2 separate regions of the Danio rerio genome follow, and region 2 is linked to region 1. The links are chromatin contacts, called in public Hi-C maps. All regions are on one chromosome and are shown on one strand. Each heading gives the region's core, a stretch centred on a gene start, on an enhancer-like site or on the middle of the called end of the contact. The rest is flanking DNA. Distances are from core to core; before and after follow the strand shown. Region 1 holds the start of havcr1 (hepatitis A virus cellular receptor 1). Region 2 has its middle 25 kb from the start of adra1ba.

Evidence for each region. Hi-C and Micro-C count contacts between places; a contact is called where the count stands out from the background.
Region 2: a Hi-C map of embryo shows a contact between it and region 1, with 2.5 times the contacts expected there. The contact joins the enhancer-like site here to the promoter of havcr1 in region 1. A contact is called at or near these places in 4 of 18 Hi-C or Micro-C datasets (caudal fin, embryo, hematopoietic stem cells and 1 more) and 1 of 4 datasets of contacts at active chromatin or transcription factors (caudal fin).

What each region holds. Positions count from the first base shown.
Region 1 is chr21:32,217,645-32,220,874 of GRCz12tu, forward strand. It overlaps havcr1 (hepatitis A virus cellular receptor 1), which reads right to left and starts at 1,681. Exons shown (of 7, transcript NM_001002434.1): 1 at 1,591-1,681; 2 at 1-43. The coding sequence starts at 1,645. It also overlaps a transcript of ppp3ca not described here.
Region 2 is chr21:32,350,184-32,353,413 of GRCz12tu, forward strand. No RefSeq gene overlaps it. Among named protein-coding and RNA genes, the nearest start is that of adra1ba, 25 kb to the left of the region's middle. Within about 2 kb of position 1,683, at least 4 of the 62 cell types and tissues checked have an H3K27ac peak or open chromatin away from gene starts, as enhancers often do.

The DNA of each region.
Region 1 (3,230 bases), core at 431-2,930:
TCACCCTCGAAACTCTGTACAATAATGTCGCTGCATCTGCAAACTGAGAGACAGTAATTTAAATAACCTTGAATGTAGACATTTACAAACAAAATACCAATATAGCATTTTAGATATTAAAATTCATAATGATGTGATAAATAATAGCACTTATGTGTTACATTTGCAAACAAAATATATACTGTAATGTCATATATTATTACAGTGTAGATTTACATTGGCAGTGAAACAGTGATTCAAATAGGCATGATTTAGGATATTTGTTCATTCATTTTCCTTCTGCTTAGTACCTGATTTTTTCAGGAGTCATCACAGCAGAATGAACCACCAAATTTGGACAGTACAACAAATAATTACATTTAAAAACTAATATACAGTCGAAGTCAGAATTATTACCCCTCCAGAACAGGGGAGGATTTAGTCATTTTGGGGCCCTAAGCAATTCCAGCCGAAAGTTGTAAAATGGAACTTTTGTACTTACATTTTTTTATTATTATTAATTTGCTGCTTTTTTATATATAATTCTATCTCTTTTTCTGTATTCTATCCTTATACAAAACAATAATAATATATAAAGTACCTTGTTAAACTTTTGAAATGATTTGTTTTCTTAAGTTGAATTCACAACTAAACATAATAAATAAAACTATTTGGTTTTTAAAATTAAATCTTTACTTAAATACCAGCTAGACTGGTCCATGATGGAAGTAGAAGATTCAAATAAAAACAATTTTTAGACCCTCATACAAAATAGGATAGAAAACAATGTTATATATAATTTATAGGTTTCATTTACTTCTAGGCATTTATTTGGGGGCCCTCAGATTTCCTGGGGCCCTAAGTGGCCGCTTACCTTGCTTAATGGTTAAATCCACCGCTGCTCCTGAATTATTGAACCCCCTGTATTTTTTTTTTGTTTTGTTTTTTTTGTTTTTGTCTTTAATTTCTGTTGAACAGAAAGAGGGGGTTTTCAACACATTTCTAAACCTAATAGTTTGTTTTGTAGGCAATACAAAAAATATAGCTAAAAGGGGCTAATAATATTGACCTTATAATAGTTTAAAAAGTAAAAAAGTTAAGAAAAAAAAGTGTTAAATAGTTTAAAAAATAGTTTAATATTGACCTTATAATAGTTTAAACTTATAATAGGTAAAAAAAAAATTAAAATAAAAATACAACAAGGCGTTCACCAGAAGAAAAAATATTATTGGAAATACTGAAATATTAAAATAAAAATTTGAGAGAAAGACTAATAAATTTGCTAACTTTTAGGTTATTCTATGTTTCATTACAGTGTAAATCCAAATTCTGCAAGACAAACGAAATACATTCAAACTACCCTTGAATTTACATATTAAAATCCATTAAGATATTTTTATTTATAGGAAATATAGCCCATTTAATGTTTCCAAATGAAATAAATCACTGTGTCATATTTTATATAAATCCACATTATTTTAGATATTGGCATGTAAATATATTATTTAGAATTGCAAAAAGTAAATAAACAAACTCTTCTTTTTTACTTTTCTTCTTCTTTTTTTTTCTTTTTTTTTAGGTTTCAGTAGCCTATATAAATGTGAAACTCACTCGTCAGGCAGCAGAGAATCCATGATGAGAGGAACCAGCTGTGAAGATCAGTCATGATGAAAATGTGTCACTCTCTCTGCAAGCAATGCACAAGACTAACTCATGCTTCTTCTTACATTATTATTGCCCTTTACACGGAAGTGCACATGACGGCTTTGCTTAAATGTGCATTCAGAGTTCTTCTTCACAGTTTCACTTCCATGTGTGGCCTCTACAACTGTGTTCAACTTTAAAAAACCGAAAGCGAAATTTACTAGAGCCATCTACTTAAACAGAAAAAAAAAATCTCACGCTGATAAACATTGTATGAGAATATGAAATTGTTTTAATTCACATTTAAACATAATTGACACATTCATTTTTATATTTTAACGCATTGAACGCTAGAGGTCGCTATTGTACAACACTGTTTAAATAAACTCGCTTTTAACAAGCAGCTATTTTAAAAGTGATATATGTTTTTAGGCCTATAACTATAACGTTTTTAACGTGACATAAGCTCAGCTTATATCTAAAAAGAGACAAATATAACTAAGGGCCAGTATAAGTTTCTGACGGTATCATAGCCTTGAATAAATAGGCTTGCAACGGTTTCACTTATGGTATTGTGACCACTACTCTGAAATATGTTTTAAATGTCTGAGTAAAGAACACACACAAAAAAAAAATAATAATAATTTTAGGAAACATTTAAAATATTTTGGAGCAGTAAACATGTCTACATAATTAAAAGGATTTCTGCTCTCTTCATTTACAAAAAAACATTTTAAAAAAATGTATTCTTAGGATTGATATAACAGAAAAATGTTGCGGTTTTAAAACCTTGACTTTTCCAAACCGCGGTATACCTATCGTCCTATGCCTACATATAACCTTACAGTTAAAGAAGTGCATATTTACATAAAGGCCTGTTTAACATATTGTTTTGCATACTTTCATTAACTTATTTTCTTTTTGTCCCTTTTTTAATCTGGGGTCGCCACAGTGGAATGAACCGCCAACTTATCCAGCATTTGGTTAACACAGCGGATGCCCTTCCAGCAGCAACCCATCATTAGGTGTTGAGTTTGCATGTTCTCCCCGTGTTCGCGTGGGTTTCCTCCAGGTACTCCGGTTTCCCCCACAAGTCCAAAGACGTGGTATAGGTGAATTAGGTAAGCTAAATTGGCCGTAGTGTATATGCTGGATAAGTTGGCGGTTGATTGCGCTGTGGCAAACCCAGATTAATAAAGAACTAAGCCAAAAAGAAAATGAATGAATAAATGAATAATCAGTGATTAGCATAGGCCTATGACTAAAATTAAAATGCTGACAAGTAGATTGGCAATGAATTTTGGGCACACTTTGCTGTTATGTTGCAAATTAGTAATGGAATGCCAAACATCTTATGAACAAGCTAGCCCTGAGTCTAAACCTAAATCCAAGCCTGCTGTCCTTAGGGATTTTCATTCTTTTCACATTTGAATGCAACAAGCTCATATGCCTGACTTCATAGGTGAAGAGCTGAAAATTGAAGGCGTGATTGCTTTCTTCACATGCTACCAAAATTATTGCAAATGCAACTTTCCTAGTTGGAAATTGGACACAAATGGCCTTTTAAGTCAGATTTTCAACAGCGAAACTTGGATTTAATTTGATAC
Region 2 (3,230 bases), core at 433-2,932, 130 kb after region 1:
ACATCTACGCTACGGAAAATGTTTTTTGACGTCCAATAGCATTGTGAAATGACATTGATATTTTGTTGATTTTAGGTTGTGTTGTAAAGTGACCAAAACGTTGAGCCAACATCTTAAACCAATGTCATGTTGATGTCAATTACTGACATTTATTTGTATGGCAACAAATTCAGGGACTGCAAGATTTCATCTGTTATTCACAGACAATGTTGTTCTGTTGGCTTCATTGAACATGGACCTTCAGCATGCACTGGGGCAGTTTGCTGCCGAGTGTGACAAGGCTAGGATGAGAATCAGCACCTCCAAGTCTGAGGCCATGGTGGAAAAGGGTGGTTTGCCATCTCCATTTTGGAGGAAAGTCCTTACCCCAGGTGGAGGAGTTCAAATATCTCGGGGTTTTGTTCACGAGTAAGGGGAGGACGGAACGTGAGATTGACAGGCGGATTGGCGGTCAGGCGGTCGATGTACCGGTCCGTTGCGGTGAAGAAGGAGCTGAGCCGAAAGGCAAAGCTCTTGATGTACCAGTCAATCTACTGGTTCCTACTCTCACCTATGGTCATGAGATTTGGGTCATGACTGAAAGGACAAGATCTCGGATACAAGCGACCAAAATGAGTTTCCTTCGAAGGGTGGCAGGGCACACTCTTATGGATAAGGTGAGGAGCTCGGAGTAGAGCTGCTGCTCCTCCACATCGAGAGAAGTTAGATGAGGTGGCTCGGGCATCTGTTTCGGATGCCTTCTGGATGCCAACCTAGGGAGGTGTTCCAGGCATGTCCCACCTGGAGGAGGCCTCGGGGAAGACCCAGGACACGCTGAAGGGGCTATGTCTCTCGGCTGGCCTGGGAACGCTTCAGGGTACCCCCCTGGAGGAGCTGGAGGAAGTGTCTGGGGAGAGGGAAGTCTGGGGTTCTCTCCTAAGACTGCTGCCCCCTTGACCCGTCCCGGGAAAAGTGGCAGAAAATAAATAAATGAATGATGAATGTATTTTGTCTTTGCTAAGTTGACAGTACCTATTTTTTTTATATTAATATTATCATCATTATTGTTTTTGTTATTATTAATGTTATTTTGCAAGATACTTTTATTCAGGTTAATGTGCATTTTAGAGACATAATTAGGTTAATTAAGCTAAAGATTGATTAGGCAATGGCAAACACTGAAATACAGTTATTTGTTCTGAAATATATAATTTCTTAAGGGGACTAAAAATATTTATCTTTTAAAAAGCATATAAAGTGCTTTTATTTCAGCCAAACTAAAAATAAAAAGATTTTCTCCAGAAGACGAAAACAAATAATATTTTGTTAAACATCACTTGATAAATATTTGAAAAATAATTAAAACTTCACTAATAATAGTCCCTTTAAATCTATTCAGAAATCCATAAAACACACTATTTCTCACACAGATTTCATATATTTATAAATATTACAAATATTTGATTAAATCACTGTTCGCATTAAAAATTGAAGGAGTTCCCATGTTATTAATGTAACTGCAGCACCTCCTAAATCCTTTATGCATTTGTATGGCCATGCTAGTAAATGTGTGTTCACTTCACTCCCATTAGCTGCACACTGCAGGTGTTTTGACAGCTGTCAGATTTATGCTCTGTTTGTTGCTCTGCTGAAATTGTTCGTTTCCTCTGGATGACACGTTCGCCGTGCCTCTATATTTATATATCACAGCACATGCATCACAAGACCTTGCATGAGAATACCAGGATGTCACACAGACTTCTGTTTCTATCTTAGTCCTTCTGTTTTCACTGCTGTCGGTGGAAATGGTGAAGTCATACCCTCTAAATACACACTGTAAAATGCTTTGATTTAGAATTAGACAGCTTTGCTAGAAAATATATTGCAGTCTACTTAAAAATAGTCATGTTTAATCACTGTTAATCACAGTCTTCACTGTAAAAAATGTTTTGCTACGTACAATTGTTGTCCCAAACAAATTGATGAAGTTAATTTAATCGTTTTTACAAAGTTAAGTTAACTGAACATGAAACAATTAAGTTGTTACAAAATAGCTTAAGAATTGTGTTGTTTTAACTCATTTTAAATAAGGAGTTGAAACAAGCAGCAAAGGTTATTTTCTGAGAGTTCAAAATAAAGATTATTTATTATTTAAACTTTTGACCCATGGAAGCTTTTCATTCTCTAAAACATTCTTTACAGTGGAAAATGTTCTTCATACTATGAAAAAGAATAGTTCTGTAATAATCTTTTCACTTAAAGGTTATTTGTGGAATTAAAAATGTTCTCCGTATACATTACCTGACAAAAAGTCTTGTCGCCTTTCCAAGTTTAAGAAACAGCAACTAATAAACTGCCAACTATTCCAGCATATGTTTTACAGAGCTGCAACTCAGTACTAAGAAACACCCATACAAGATAGTCAATTTAGTTTATTCGATTTACCTACATACATAGATATATGAATAATGCATTATAAAGTATCTAATGTAGCTACTCGCTGGTTATTAAAACAGCACACTTCCCAAATACTACACTGTGAAAAATAAAGGATAAACAAACAAACAAACCAAATGTTTTACACAGACACAATCAAAAGGACATCAAAATATATAATAATATACAAACAAGGTTTCATTTACTGTGTTGGCCTGATAACCAGCAGTACAATACGCAGGAGCATTTACAGATGCCTGCATTGAGATCTCACTATGCTGTCCCAACAAACTTTCGCAGGTTAAATCAATCAAAGGGGATCATGTGACCTCAGACTCAAGCCAATTGGAAACAAGGAAATTTATAACATAAACCAATACACTTTCAATTAAAAAAATACAAGAACAATAAACCAAAAATACAAGCTGACCGATCAGCATCAGCTACATCTAAGTATCTAAAAAAAGTAACAAATATATGCACAAATTATGCTAAGTTATATAAAATTAGTTGTGATTTAAATAAATAAGAATTTAGTTGTTTTAATATCTTATTGTATGTCTTAACATTCATGTACTTTAGACAATGCAATTTTATGCAAATACATTTTAAATGTTTTTAATTATATTTTTATAGATGCATTTTCAATATATATATATACTTTTTGATATTTACTAGTAGGTGCAGGACACTATAGTTAATTTACATAAGTGAGGAAAGCAACATAAAATAAACTGTGAAATATAATACCAAAAACACTCATCATGCATTGCATTAAAAACTGAAAGCAAGTGAAGAAGCGCGTCTAGAAAAAT